Regions from separate parts of the Sus scrofa genome. Here regions 2 and 3 are each linked to region 1. The links are chromatin contacts, called in public promoter capture Hi-C maps. All regions are on one chromosome and are shown on one strand. The core of a region is the stretch at or near the end of the contact, and the rest is flanking DNA. Distances in the headings are between cores, read along the strand shown.

Region 1 (4,419 bases), core at 873-3,372:
CTGGAGATGGGGTGCTGCTGACATCAAGAGGGTGATGTTGCCGAACATCCTACAGTCCTCAGGACAGCCCCCAAACAAAGAATGATCTAGCCCAAAGTGTCATTAGCAACCAACATCAAGAAATTCTACCAATAAGGATAAATCTATAAATACATGAACTTTCTGGGGGCAAAGTCTACGGCTTTTACCAAATTCTCAAAGGAGGTACAACTCAAAAATTTAAGAAACACTGGCTCTACCAGATATTTCATCTAGGCCTGGGTAACAAGTGACATGGTAATCCTATTTCACCACAGAAATCACCTATCTAGTTAAAAAGACAGCTTTGCCAATCAGATTTCCCTGTCCTTTTCATCGTCCAGTCTCTTTCATGGCTAGAGAAACACAACTCTTCCAATTTCCTGTCTTTAGGTTTCCCAAGTGCCTCATGTGCTTCCTTCCTATTAGCCAGGTTAATATAATTATACAGTTATGGTGACTTAATAGTTAAGCTATGGCTTCATACATCGATAAGTTCTGCTTTCTTTTCTTTTTTGTCTTCTTAGGGCTGCACCCGCGGCATATGGAGGTTCCCAGGCTAGGGGTCCAATCGGAGCTACAGCTGCGGGCCTACACCACAGCCACAGCAACGCTGGATCCTTAACCCACTGAGCAAGGCCAGGGATCGAACCCGAAACCTCATGGTTCCTAGTGGGATTTGTTTCCACTGCGCCACGATGGGGACTCCCAGTTCTGCTTTCTTGATACACATCAGTTAATCTGATCAATAGCCATTTACTCACCCCCTACTATATTTCATATACTGCTAAGCACTGGGTATGCAGCGGCGAAAATGAGCTTACAATTGAGCACTGGAGAGAGATTAAAATTTGAACCTGTCGTTTAAAACTGCAATATGGAAGGGAGGGTGTGAAAAGTGAGAGGACCTGAAGTGGGGAGGAAAAGGAACGACTGAACAAGTTGTATGCCACCCAAATTCATTAAGCAGTTAACTCCTCCCTGGCTATTTTCAACAATTCTGTGATATATATACCCCGGTCCACCCAAGTTATCCTAGTAACTTGCCATGTATTTACATTCAACTACCATTTCCTGGGCGCTGACAGATAAATTAGGAGAGCGGAGGCAAGGTGAGAATGTCAAATGCCAAGAGTTCCTTTGTTGTTGGATCTGTAGTTCTAATTTGAAACAAACGTGTGTTGGGTGGCGGCGGCGGAGGCGAGGGGAGGGGGGAGGAGGGAAGCAGCAGACTAAAGCCAAGGTCTAAAAGGCCTTTCCAGATAAACAGATTTAATAATTACTAAATCGCCATGCTCTTGATCACATATTGGAAATTAGCCGTCGTGGCCTCTAAGTCAAGTAACACACACGCGCACACACACACACACACACACACACACAATTCCCCCAAATAGTAACAACTGATTAAACTGCTAAGTAGTTAGACTAAAATGGTCAGGGAGGCCTGGCCGGCAATTTTCAGCGAGACACTCAGGCCTGAATCTTGAACTCTCTAAAATTCCCAGATTCGTAGAGTAACCAGGGTTTCCCCGGAAACGAGGTAAAGGGCAGCTGGTGAGCGAACAAAGGCTGCACGTCCCAGTTAAGGGCCGACCAGCCCGCCCGGGCCTCACAGGAGGCGGGGACGGCAGTGCGCCTGGGTGGCGGGCTCCCGGGTCGGCGACCCTTAGCGCCGCGGGGCTGGCGCGCCTCACCGGGACCCTCCCCAGGCTGGGACACAGGAGGGCGCCGCCGAGGTGGGAGGCTCGTGACCTGGGACGCAGGGGCTGAGGCCCGGCCACCGCCCGAATGAGTGAGCGAGCGACTTGTGAATCACACTGCGGGCCGTCACCAGCCAGGACCGAGATCACGCGGGTCCCAGGGCCGGCTAAAGCCGCCCGGAGAGAGCACGCGGCAGGGGAGGGGCACAGAGGACAGAGCGCGACGTCCCCTGCAGTTCCCTTCTCTGAGGGGCCGCCTTCAGCCTGCAGGCCCCGCCTCTCCACTTATGTAATAGGGGCGCGCTGCCATTGGCCCGCGCGGCCGGAAGAGGGGCAGGCGCGCTAGAGAGTGGGGGCGGGGAGGAGGCCTCAGCAGGAAGGCGAGTGGGCGGGAGCAGGGAGAAGCGGGCGGCGCTGGGGCGACTGGGAGAGCAGCGCGGCGTGCGCGAGCACGAGGCGTAGTGGCCTCCCCCAAGGCTGAGGCGGCGGCGGGCGCGCGCGGCGGCGGCGGCGGCGGCGGCGGCGGGTGTGAGGCGCGGGCTGTTGTGCTCTCGGCTCTCCCTTTTCCCCTCCTTGGCGGGTGGAGGAGGTCGAAGCGGTGCTGGACGCGCTCCCCTTCCTCTCCGGCCACCTCCCCGGCGCTCTCGCGCTGCGCGGTCTCTCAGACGCAAGACTGTCCCGGCCCGGGTAAGCGGCTGTGGGGGCGGCGCTGACGCCGCACAGGACGCCCGGGAGCCCGGGTGGGGGCCCGCCGGCGGGGTCGGCGGGAACCATGGGGGTTACCACAGGTCGCGAGGGGCCACCGGCCTGCCCCGCCTCCCGGGGGCGGCCGAGCCCGTCCTGTCCGGCGCGGGCCGCGGAAGGAGGGGAAGCTCGGGCGCCTGCCAGGCCCTGCAGGTGGCCGGGTCGCAGACCGGTAGCCGAGCGGTAACCTTACCCTCTGGCGACAGCAGCTGGCCGGTTTCTCGAGGCCGGGACTCCCCGTGGTCAAGGGGCCGGGTTTCGGACAGCTGAGGCCTCCGGGAGGCACGTCTCGGGCCGGGGTCCGTGGGGAGTGGCGGGTAGAGAGAGACTGGGTGGCAGAAAAGAGGAGGGGGCTCTCTGAGGCTGAAGAGACCGGATCGAGAAGGAAGATGCGCCCGGCTGCAGCTGGGTTCAGCGAAGTGCTGAGAGAAATAGACCTTACGGCTGGTGCTTTCATCCTCTGCCTCTCCAAAACGGATGGAGTTAAAAGCCAGGGTCAGGATGTTGAACACTGCCTGGGCCTCTTCGCTTCACATTCTTAGGGAGGATGATCCTACTTCCTGGATCCAAAATCTTTTTTTTTCCTCTCTTATTTGTTTTGGTTCTAAGAGGGTCTTTGGGGCAGTGCTTAACTTGTTACCTCCGATAAGAGCTCCTCGTTTTGGAAGAACTCGTTATTCGCTCTGTTACTTCCCTCTTTGCAGCCCCCTCCGAGAATCGTCCAAAATAAGAGTTATATTAAAAACCAACTTTTAGGGTTGTACATGACTTCCTGCTCCACAGTTTGGCGCATTTAATCAGGGAGAAGTTATGCTTAGTTATTGCTTAAGGTTTTGTAGAAAATTCGATTGGCTTGAGAGCAAGTCCTAAGTTGAGCTGTCCAAAAGCAGGTGGTTTGTTCGTTTGCATTTCTGCTTTCAGGAAGGAAATCAATGCAGCGTGTTAGAACTTAGGGGCCGATCTTAACACATTTAGACTAATTGAGTTTCCTTTACCTGATGTTAGGCTTTCTATTTCAAAAATAAGAACAGCAACCACAGACGTATTTATTAAAGCTTTCATGGCTTGTTTGTTACTTTTGTTAGATGACAGTGAAAATGGGTTAAATCTATCGTGTAATGTTATGTATTAGAAGAAATTGGAACTGCAAAAGTTAAAAATAATGTGTATTTAATGGCATTCCTTTGTACAGATCCCTGCATGAAAATGTTAAAATAGCTAACAACTTCTAGATATCAAAGAAACTTCTAGAATTAGTAGCTTCCCTTCTCACAATTTTTTTTTCAGTGTATAACAATTAAGAGGTTATCCGTACAGTCACTATGTTAACATCTTTAGCATACATTATGTGGAAGAGTTCAGAGACCTGAGAGCACTGAAATATTCTAACACTGAGATGTTAGGAACATTATAAACATCGGGATAAAAAAAGATTGAATACATGACTGTCATCCAAATAATACAAACGTATCCAAATCTGTTTCCATGGGAATAGGTTTGTACAGCTGCCATAAATATACTTTTAAAAAAAAATCATTCCATTTGGCTTGGAATTAATAAAGATTTGGTTTTTAAAAAATAACCACAATGGAAGTTTATTCTCCAAAAGCTAACACATCTGGGTTTATTTACCATTATTGGGTGGGAATAGGGTTCTTATATTAGACTAGCATACTAAACATTTTTGTAATTTGTTAAAATATTTAGTTGGCTTTTAGAAAAGGGTTGATTGGCCTTTATATTTTGACTTGTAGTTCGGTGTTTAATGCTGGTGGGACTCTGTCCAGTCAGTAGATTTATTTTCGCAGTTTCCCTTTTTCTTTTTGGGAGAAGCTCAGGTATTTTAATGAAATGCTTTGACCTCATATCTGTTAACTATCTAGGGTTCTAGTCAGAAAACAAAACAAAACAAAAAAACAGCATTCTTTTTTGGTGAAGTTGTAGATTCGTTGTG
Region 2 (4,419 bases), core at 846-3,345, 940 kb before region 1:
CAGTCACACCAATGCGGGATCCAAGCCGCATCTGCAACCTACACCACAGCTCACGGCAACACTGGATCCTTATCCCACTGAGCAAGGCCAGGGATCGAACCTGTGTCCTCATAGACACTAGTCAGATTCGTTTCCGCTGAGCCACGATGGGAACTCCCTACAGTTGTAATTTTCCACCTCATTTAGTGCTTTACGACTAATAAATTCACAAGTAGTAAATCCACTACTTGTTGTGTGGAACTTGTAGGAACTTTACAAGTAGTAAATCCACACAACAATCCTTCAAGGAAGGAATTTTTCTTATCCTACAGATGAAGAAACTGAGTCTCAAAAAGGCTAAGTAACTTGTCCAAGGTAGCACATGCCCACAATGATATGATTCTAGGATTCATGTTCTTTTTCACTAGGCTCATTCACTTTTGTATCTTTAATTCTGAATATCACACCTTGACAAACAGTAGATATATTATTTGATAACTTTAATTAAATAGTAGAATCCTTGCCCTTTATTTGTCACGTGGCCTGTGATAAATTATCCAACTTCTTTAAGACTCATTTTCCTCACAAAACTTATCTTTTTTTTTTTTTTTTTTTTCCAGCTGCAACCCTCACCCCTCCCCACACATGGGCGTTCCTAGGCCAAAGACTGAATCCCAGCTGCAGGTGTGACCTAGGCCACAGGTGCTCCAATGCCAGATCCTTAACTCACTGTGCCACAGCAGGAACTCCCTTAACAATTATTCAAAATTAACATATGTAAACTTTTTTACTCAGCACTTGGCCCCTAGTAGTTGCCTCTGATGTAGGGCAGGTTTGAGAACGAGCTTTCATCATTTTCGAACCTTAATTTTCTACCCTGTTTTTACCATTCTTCACCCAGCGATCCACAAAGCAGGTGCCTGTTGTTCAAGGCCTGACAAGCTTCCCTCGGTATGTCAGCCTCAAACTACTAAAGCAAATCCTTCTCTCACCTCCTTTCTTGTTTAAGACCCAATTATTTTTTTCTTTCCGTGGCAGTCATCTTGAGACAGTTCCCCCCAGAGAGGGGACGAGCAGCAGCCAGTACGCTCGGCCAGCCCACGGGGGTCTGTCCTCCCTCCACCACTGCCTTTTGGCCTTGAGAAGAGCGTTTCGCAGGGAGCGGGGCAACCTCCTACTTTCTGGCGCTGGAAAACCTCGGTCGTTAATCCCAAGCCCGAGTTTCTGGTCTGTAAACGGAGGGACATCCTGAGCCTCCGCGGCCCGGCTGACAGCGCGGCACAGCGCCTGGCTCTTGCTAAGAGCTCGGCAGGTGTCACCACAAGCTTAGGGTGTGGAAGCCGCCTTCAAACTCTGTCCCTGCCTTCCGTCACTCTCAAGCCCCACCGAGCCGTCCCCACACTTTCCCTCAGCCTCTCCTTTTCGGCTAAGGACAAAGCCCGGCAGCCTTTCCTCCTCACTGAGGGTGTAGCGGGGCGGCTCTGTTTTCACCAAGAGCGTGGCTTCCCGCACCGCCACCACTCCACACGCCCAGAGCGCTCTCTCCTCCGTAGCCCCTTCGGTGTGTGGTCCGACAGGCACCTGGGAGTCTCTCAGGACCGGCCGAGTTAGCGCGACATACCGTGTTCCGGAGGCACGGCGAGAGCTAGCTGGGGAGTCTCGAGCTGGAGAGGTGACCTGGCATGTCCCGGCAACCTCTCGCACTGGGCGCCTAGAGCCGGGCGACGCAGGCTGGGCCGAAAGCCCAAGGCGGAGAGCCCCATGCTGCTAGGCTGGGAGGCGAGGCTGGGCAGCGGGGCAGGGCAGGCTCTGCTGAGGAGGCGGGGCCCGGAGCTGCGGCGAGCTCCTTCGGAGAGCGGGCGGGAGGCGGGGCCAGCGGGGAGGGGTCTGAAGAGGAGGCGGGGCCTGAGGGGCGGGGTCTGAGGAGGAGGAGGGGCCCGGAGGCACGGGAGGCGGGGCTGGCAGGCTCAGAGGGGCTTCTCTGGGCTGGTGGGAGGCGGGGCCGGGGCAGTGGAGCTGTGAGAAGTTGGCGGAAACCTAGAGAGTTACTCCGGCCTTGGCAGGAGGTGGGGCCTGCACAGAGGATTGAGGCGATGCCGGCCGAAGTAGGCGGATCCCTGAGGCAGGGGAGGCGGGGCCAGGTTACAGCTAGGATAGTCACGCAATGGGCCGGCGAGAAAACCGGGTAGCACAGTGGAGCGGGGCGGGCAGACAGAAGTAGGAGGGTCTCTGCGTCTGGGGGCGGGGCCTACCCAGAGGACCCGCTGGCCACTTGGTTCTGTCCTAGTTCGAGGTGGCTTGAGGCTCTGGGTTCCCTCTGCTCCGGTAGCTCTGGCGGAGTCTGCGCGATGGGAGACGCGGAAAGGCCGGAAGCGGCAGGGTCTGAACAGGAGGAGGTAAACCTTGCTGTCGCTTCCTCTCCCGCCCCGCAGTCACGCCTGGCCTCTAGAGTGCGGGTTGCTGCTGGGTCCTGCACCTTGCGCAATTTCACTATGGGAAATTCTACTCACTGTCGTCAGAAACCTGGTGTAGGCCCGGCCTCCAGCCTTCGCCGCAGCCTGGTTTCATCTTTTCTAGCGCTAGGGAGGCCGTCCCCAGGGAGGGGTCAGGAGGTAGCTGGGTTTCTGCTCCACTGATCTGCCCCGAGGCTACCCAAGGGCAACGCTCTGAGACTTCAGACCCGAGCGAGGCTCACCCCTTTTTTCCCTTTCCATCCTTCCCTGTTCTGGAGCCCTGGCTGGGGAAATTGAGGCAAATGCCGAGGACTCATGGCATTTACTGGAGAAATGCATGCCATCTCTGGGCTGGTTAAAAGGACTTGGGCTGAGGCTGTGGAAATTGACACAGGTGGATGGGGTGACGATAATAGGCAGAAAGGCGTCGAGAAATCCTCCTAACAATGGAAATGATCAGTTGGGCGGCCAGTTTTGCGCAGACCTGGCTAAAGTAGCTATGAATCTTTGGGGTATCACTTTTTTTCATGTATTCAATGGAAGTGATGCTTTCCCTCACAGAGGGTTAAGCAAAAAAAAGCTTTATGCAAAGTGCCACGGAAGTTGGGGGTACATAATAAAACCATGAGCCATGTTAATCTGCTCTACTTCTATATTAGTAGAGGTACATAACAGTAAGCTGGGATTCGGTAGACTGTAGGGTTGTAGGGTAGTTCAAATTGTGCTGTAATTTTCATACCGTGATATTTTGTAAATACTTTTAAACCTGTTGCTGTGTGTAGTATCTTTGATTGAACAGAGTTTCAGTTCTCAGTGACTCTTGCTTAGCTCTAAACTTCTTCAGAAAATTGTAGATTCAAGATTTGGGATTTGATTTTGTAGACATTTAGTAACTATATATATTGTAAATATCCCTCAAACTCTTTATTTCCCTTTTGAAATAAATAATTTAGTACCACTCCCCTTAGACTAATGGGGCAACTCAACTATTTTGTTTGTGCTAGTAACACCAAAAGAAGCTAGTCTTAGGTTATTCAGACCTAAGACCTGGAAGTTAAATTTTACTTATTATGTCTGTCTGGATACAGACCCACAAAGACAAAGGCATAACTTTAGATCTAGAATGAATTTGAATGAGCGCCTGTTTTAAACTTGAGATTCAAGGATGCCTTAAGTATTTTTGTTTCTCTAGATATATTGGTGCAGCATGGGCCACCTGCATCAGAATCACCTGGAACTCGTTGTTAAAAAATGTAAATTACTGGGCCTATACCCCAAATTAGTAAATCAAAAATCTCTTGGGGTGGGTCTGGGACTGGAGTTTTAACGAGCACATCAGGTGATCCTGGTACACATTTTAAGAACACTGTCTTAAAGAGTTTATAGATGGGCTTGAAAGGAATTTATAAATCTCCTGAAATTTGTAGACTTTATATGTGTAGATGTGTATCTCCTAAGAAAGGGAGGTGTCCATAGCTTTCATCTGCTTCTCAAAATTAACTCAATCTAATTGATAGTCCCTATTTTTAAGACAGTTTAGGCAAGATTAAGTGATAGGCCCAGAACCACACAACTCAGTAGTAGAGCTGCTGTGTAAATCCAATTTCTCACTCCTGGGCCAATATTCTATCTGTTTTGCCAGATTTGATGGGGATAGGAGAATGAAAATGAAAACACCCACAAATAGTGTATGATTCCGACAAGCATCCAAATAGTCTCCTTTACCCGAGGAGTAGGAGAGAGGTGAAGGCAAGCAAATGAAAGTGGTGAAACTGGAGGTGAACGGAAGGGATGGGTCATGTAGAATGCCAGCCTAGATCAGTGCATGGTGAGTGCTATCTGGGGAATATTGACCTAGATGAGTGCCCCAGCATGTCCGGGCATCTCTCAGGACCAGATGACCAGAACCAGGAAGCACTATTCTGGAAAAGACATGGAATGTTGCCAAGGAAGGCTTATAAGAAATTATTTCATGTTCTCCTCACTG
Region 3 (4,419 bases), core at 1,025-3,524, 630 kb after region 1:
CCTTTGCATCTCAGTTAAATATCACTTATTCAACGGTATCATTGCCCTTCCATCTAAATTAGGTTCTGTTCTATTTGTCCTCATATAACATCTCTCCTCTTTTCCTTCATGACGCTTATCCCAGTTGTAATTACATATATTCCTGTTGGAACTCTCATAATCATAACTCAGGACCGAACAGATTTTGGTAATGAGGAAGAAAAGGTAGATTTACTTGAAGGAAATGGAGTTGTAGCTTCACGGCCCTTGTGGTGGGCTGAATAACATACCCCCAAAGGTGCCCACATCCTAATCCCCAGAATCTGTGACTGTGTTACCTTCCATGGTTAAAAGGACTTTGCAGATGTCATTAAAGATCCGGAAATGGAGGGATTGTTCTGGATTATCAGGGTGTGCCCAGCATAATCCAAGTGTCCTTATAAAGAGGCGGGAGGGTCAAAGTTAGAGCAGATGCAGAGTTCCCATCGTGGCTCAGTGGTTAACGAATCCGACTAGGAACCATGAGGTGGTAGGTTCGATCCCTGGCCTTGCTCAGTGGGTTAAGGATCCGGCGTTGTTGCCGTAGGCTGTGGTGTAGGTCACAGATGAGGCTTGGATCCCTAGTTGCTGTGGCTGTGGTGTAGGCCGGTGGCTACAGCTCCGATTGGACCCCTAGCCTGGGAACCTCCATATGCCGCAGGTGCGGCCCTAGAAAAGACAAAAAAAAAAAAAAAAAAAAAGAGCAGATGCAAGGTTGGAAGCAGAGGTCAGAGAGAAGAAAGGATGCTACACTGCTGATTTTGAATGTGGAGGAAGGGGTCATGAGCTAAGTAAGGACTATAGGTGGCCTCTAGAAGTGAGAGAAGACAAGGTAACATTCTCCTTAGAGCCTGCAGAAGGAATGCAGCATGGCCAACATTTAACAGTCTCTACTTTTTTTTTTAGGGGCGCATGCTGCATATGGAAGTTCCCAGGCTAGGGGTCGAATCAGAGCTACAGCTGCCAGCCTACACCACAGCCACAGGAATGCTAGATCCGCACTGTGTCTGCACCCTACACCACAGTTCATGGCAACGCCAACTCCTTAACCCACTGAGCAAGGTCAGGGATCGAACCCGAAACCTCATGGATCCTAGTCGGGTTCATTAACCACCAAGCCATGACAGGAATTCCCTCTACATCTTTTTAACTCAAACAAAAGCAGTAATTTATGAAGATGGAGAGATTCATTTGAATAGATGTAATGAATAGGCTCTTGGAGTGTTTGATAAATCAATTAAGGAAAAGTAGAGAATTTATAAACACACTGGGAGAAAGTTGGAATCCTTTGCTGATTTGACACAACTTATAGGCATCAATGAAGATATAAACTCAACATACAAAACCTCAGGGAGTATCTCAATGGCAAATTGGTTAATAAATGTCATCAATTCAGAAAGTATTTAATATTTATGATTAGTTGCTGCATGAGAAAATGTGAAATGCCTGAAATCTTATATGAAAGAGGTTTAATAGAGGTTTTCTCAAATTTGACAATAATCCCTAACATTTACATGGCATTGCCAGGAACAAACTGTTAGGCTGAGTAACAGCCCTTGAAAGATGGACATGAGACCCCCTGGAGGGTGGCTTGGCTGGGAGAGGATACTAGAATTCAGGGGAGGGAGGATCACTGAACATGGCAAGCCTTGGCTGTAGGACTGAACTTGGTAAACTTAAAAGTAAATGAACTTCCCACCACCCACCACATTTTTAGTTTTGGCCGGACACATGTTGGATTTCATCTGGGAATCCTAAAAAGTGGGATGTTTAAGCATTCAAAGCCATTTTGAAAAAAAACTCAGGGTCATATTTTAGAATGACAGCAGCCAGTCATTGGGTGCGTTTTTAGAGACGACTTACCTAAATAATACATCAATTGGGTGCGTTTTTAGAGACGACTTACCTAAATGTCAGCAATTATTAATTGATGCCTACAGCTGTAGGTAAAACTGTCCTTGCCTTTGAAGCCTTCTTTTAGCTGAGAGGTGAAAGACTTCTTTAGAAAAGGACGTGAAAAGTGCAAAATGCTCCTGGACTCAGATCGACGAAACCTTTTTCGGTTCTCTTTCTCTTCTTCCCCTGCCGCAGTTTTGATACTTCGCCTAGTTCAAAGTGGACTCACCTAGTCTTTGAGTCAAAGCGGGCCTAGCCGCCCTGCGGGCCGCCCGCCTCCAGGGGGCGCGCCGGCTGCGGCGGAGCACAGCCGCTCTGGCCCAGCAGGGCGCCCCTCTCGTCTCAGTGGCCGACCCCTCCCCTCCGCCCGCCGCTGCCGTCGCCGCCGCCGCTGCCGCCTCCGCAGTCGCCGCGGGGAAGGTGTCGCTGTCGCTGGTGCTTGGCAACTCCAAGGTACCTGGGCCGTGGCGAAAGCCACTGACATCTCCCCTGCCGTTTGGCCGAGGGCCCTGAGGGGCGAGGGCGCCCTCGGGGAGCCAGGCCGGTCGTGGCGCGACGGGTGGCTTTCTCGCGGGGCTGTGCTGATCCCGAGGGCTGGGAAGGGCCTGCGAGGGTTCTGGGGGCTTGTGGGTAAAGGCTCCGCTGTCAGCCGCGGCTGGCGGGCGTGCGTGCTCGCGGGGCATCGGGAGGTCAGGGGTGCGAGCAGAAGACTCGGGCGGCTGTCACGGCGTCGGGCCCAAAAAGGTGCGTTGTCTCCGCGTTGGCACGGACAGTACGTGGCCGATGACGAGGAACCTGCAGTCTAGTCATACACAGAAGCTGCTGAGATGCAAGTGACCTGTCCCTTTGTCACAAGGCCCTGGGTGCCTGGGTTCAAAGATAGCATTGCTTCTTATTAACAGGTTGTCTTCCAGTAGGGCTCTGCCTCGAGAAAAATATTTATTTAAAATAAATACATATGTATTTTAAAAATAAATGCAAATGTATTTATTTTAGTGTTCAGACTTGGCTACAGAATGTAAGGAGATGAAAAGTACACCATTAAATAGTAACACTTCTCACTCTTTAAAAAATGACAGTGGTACCAAGGGGCTTCTCGCTTAAAGAGTTGTCATATGACTGGTTGTAGGAATTGTAATAGCTCTCTTCTTCAGTGCTTACTGTATGTCATTGTGCTGAGTGCCTTAAAATCTAATATCCTGGTATAATCCTTAGCAACACTAGGAAGTACCGCCATTTCCATTTTACAGAGAGGGAAACTGAGACACAGAGCATCTGACTTGTCCGTGGTCGGACAACTAGAAAAAGGTGAACGGGGGTTTGAACCTCATCTCCCTTACTCCACTGTTCCTGCTTGTTATCTGTCCAAACGTGTTCCATAAGAGTTATATTGGTTTATTAATTTGACTTGTAGCTTGAATTCATTTCTCTTGGCTTAATTTTCATGGCTAAACACAAGAGTCCTATACCAACTCCTTTATAGTTTAAAAAATGAGTGTAATGAGAAAAATGGGAGTGCCATTTTGGCTCAACGGGTTGAGAACCTGACAGAGTCCATGAAAATGTGGGTTTGATCCCTAGCCTCGCTTAGTGGCTTAAGGATCTGAGGTTGCACGAGCTTCAGTGTAGGTCGCAGGTGAGGCAGGGGTGTGGCTCGGATCCCGCGTTGCTGTAGCTGTGGTGTAGGCTGGCAGCTCAGATTCAACCCCTAGCCTGGGAACTTCCATATGCTGCAGGTGTGGCCCTAAAAAGAAGAATGTTTGCTCATTAAGGATAATAGTGATAATGAAGTTAAGCATGGACTGGCCCTCACCATTCTGATACAGTTTGATTCAGAGGTGGGTTTATCTGGTTATTAATGTGCTTCATTACTTTTCCTTATTTGCATTTTGACACAATTTTAATGAGTTCACTTTGTCTTTGCAATGTTATGACAGTAGTGCTGAAGGGAAACAAATTTTTCAATGACAGTTACTATTTTTGAGGATGTAGGAAAAGCATTGGAAAGACTGAGGAGGAGTTAAGAGGTTTTTGACCTGTAATTTAGAGCAAGTTGTGTTCCTTGCTATGTGGAAGAGAAAGAATTTCCAGTTTCTATCAGTGTTAGAAGGGAAGTGGTATTTCCCATTGTGGAAAGAAGTTAGGTACTATAGTGTCCTGAGTCAGCCTTATGGGGATTTAAGAGCTTGTGTATTTTGCATTCCTGTAGCAAATATGTGTTGAGTGCTTCCAGGGCCAAGCCCTGTTCTAAGCACTGGGGATGCAAGAGGAACAAAACAGAATTTTCCTTTCCTGAGATAACATTCCCCTGGAGGAAAGTGAGAATGGGGACAATACACAAAATAGATTTTAAAAATCAAAATATATCTAGTCAGATGGCAGCCGTTGCTAACAAGAAAAATAAAGCATGAAGGGGGATAGGGAGTGCAGGAGAAGGAGCAGAAGCAGTTTTAGAATAAGGAACAGCTTCGTGGAGAAGGCTCTTGAGCAAAACTTGAAGGAGGC

The links. Promoter capture Hi-C pulls out the DNA fragments that hold promoters and counts their contacts.
Region 2: a promoter capture Hi-C map of liver shows a contact between it and region 1, with 4 times the contacts expected there. The contact joins the promoter of RRM2B here to the promoter of ZNF706 in region 1. A contact is called at or near these places in 1 of 5 promoter capture datasets (liver), 2 of 47 Hi-C or Micro-C datasets (heart right ventricle and liver) and 2 of 2 datasets of contacts at active chromatin or transcription factors (alveolar macrophages and skeletal muscle).
Region 3: a promoter capture Hi-C map of fetal skeletal muscle shows a contact between it and region 1, with 5 times the contacts expected there. The contact joins the promoter of ANKRD46 here to the promoter of ZNF706 in region 1. A contact is called at or near these places in 1 of 5 promoter capture datasets (fetal skeletal muscle) and 1 of 2 datasets of contacts at active chromatin or transcription factors (alveolar macrophages).

Annotation. Positions count from the first base shown.
Region 1 is chr4:35,765,965-35,770,383 of Sscrofa11.1, forward strand. It overlaps ZNF706 (zinc finger protein 706), which reads left to right and starts at 2,123. Exons shown (of 4, transcript XM_003481371.3): 1 at 2,123-2,408.
Region 2 is chr4:34,821,774-34,826,192 of Sscrofa11.1, forward strand. RRM2B (ribonucleoside-diphosphate reductase subunit M2 B) reads left to right here and starts at 2,096. Exons shown (of 10, transcript XM_021089040.1): 1 at 2,096-2,375. The coding sequence starts at 2,328.
Region 3 is chr4:36,398,364-36,402,782 of Sscrofa11.1, forward strand. ANKRD46 (ankyrin repeat domain 46) reads left to right here and starts at 2,275. Exons shown (of 5, transcript NM_001243356.1): 1 at 2,275-2,367.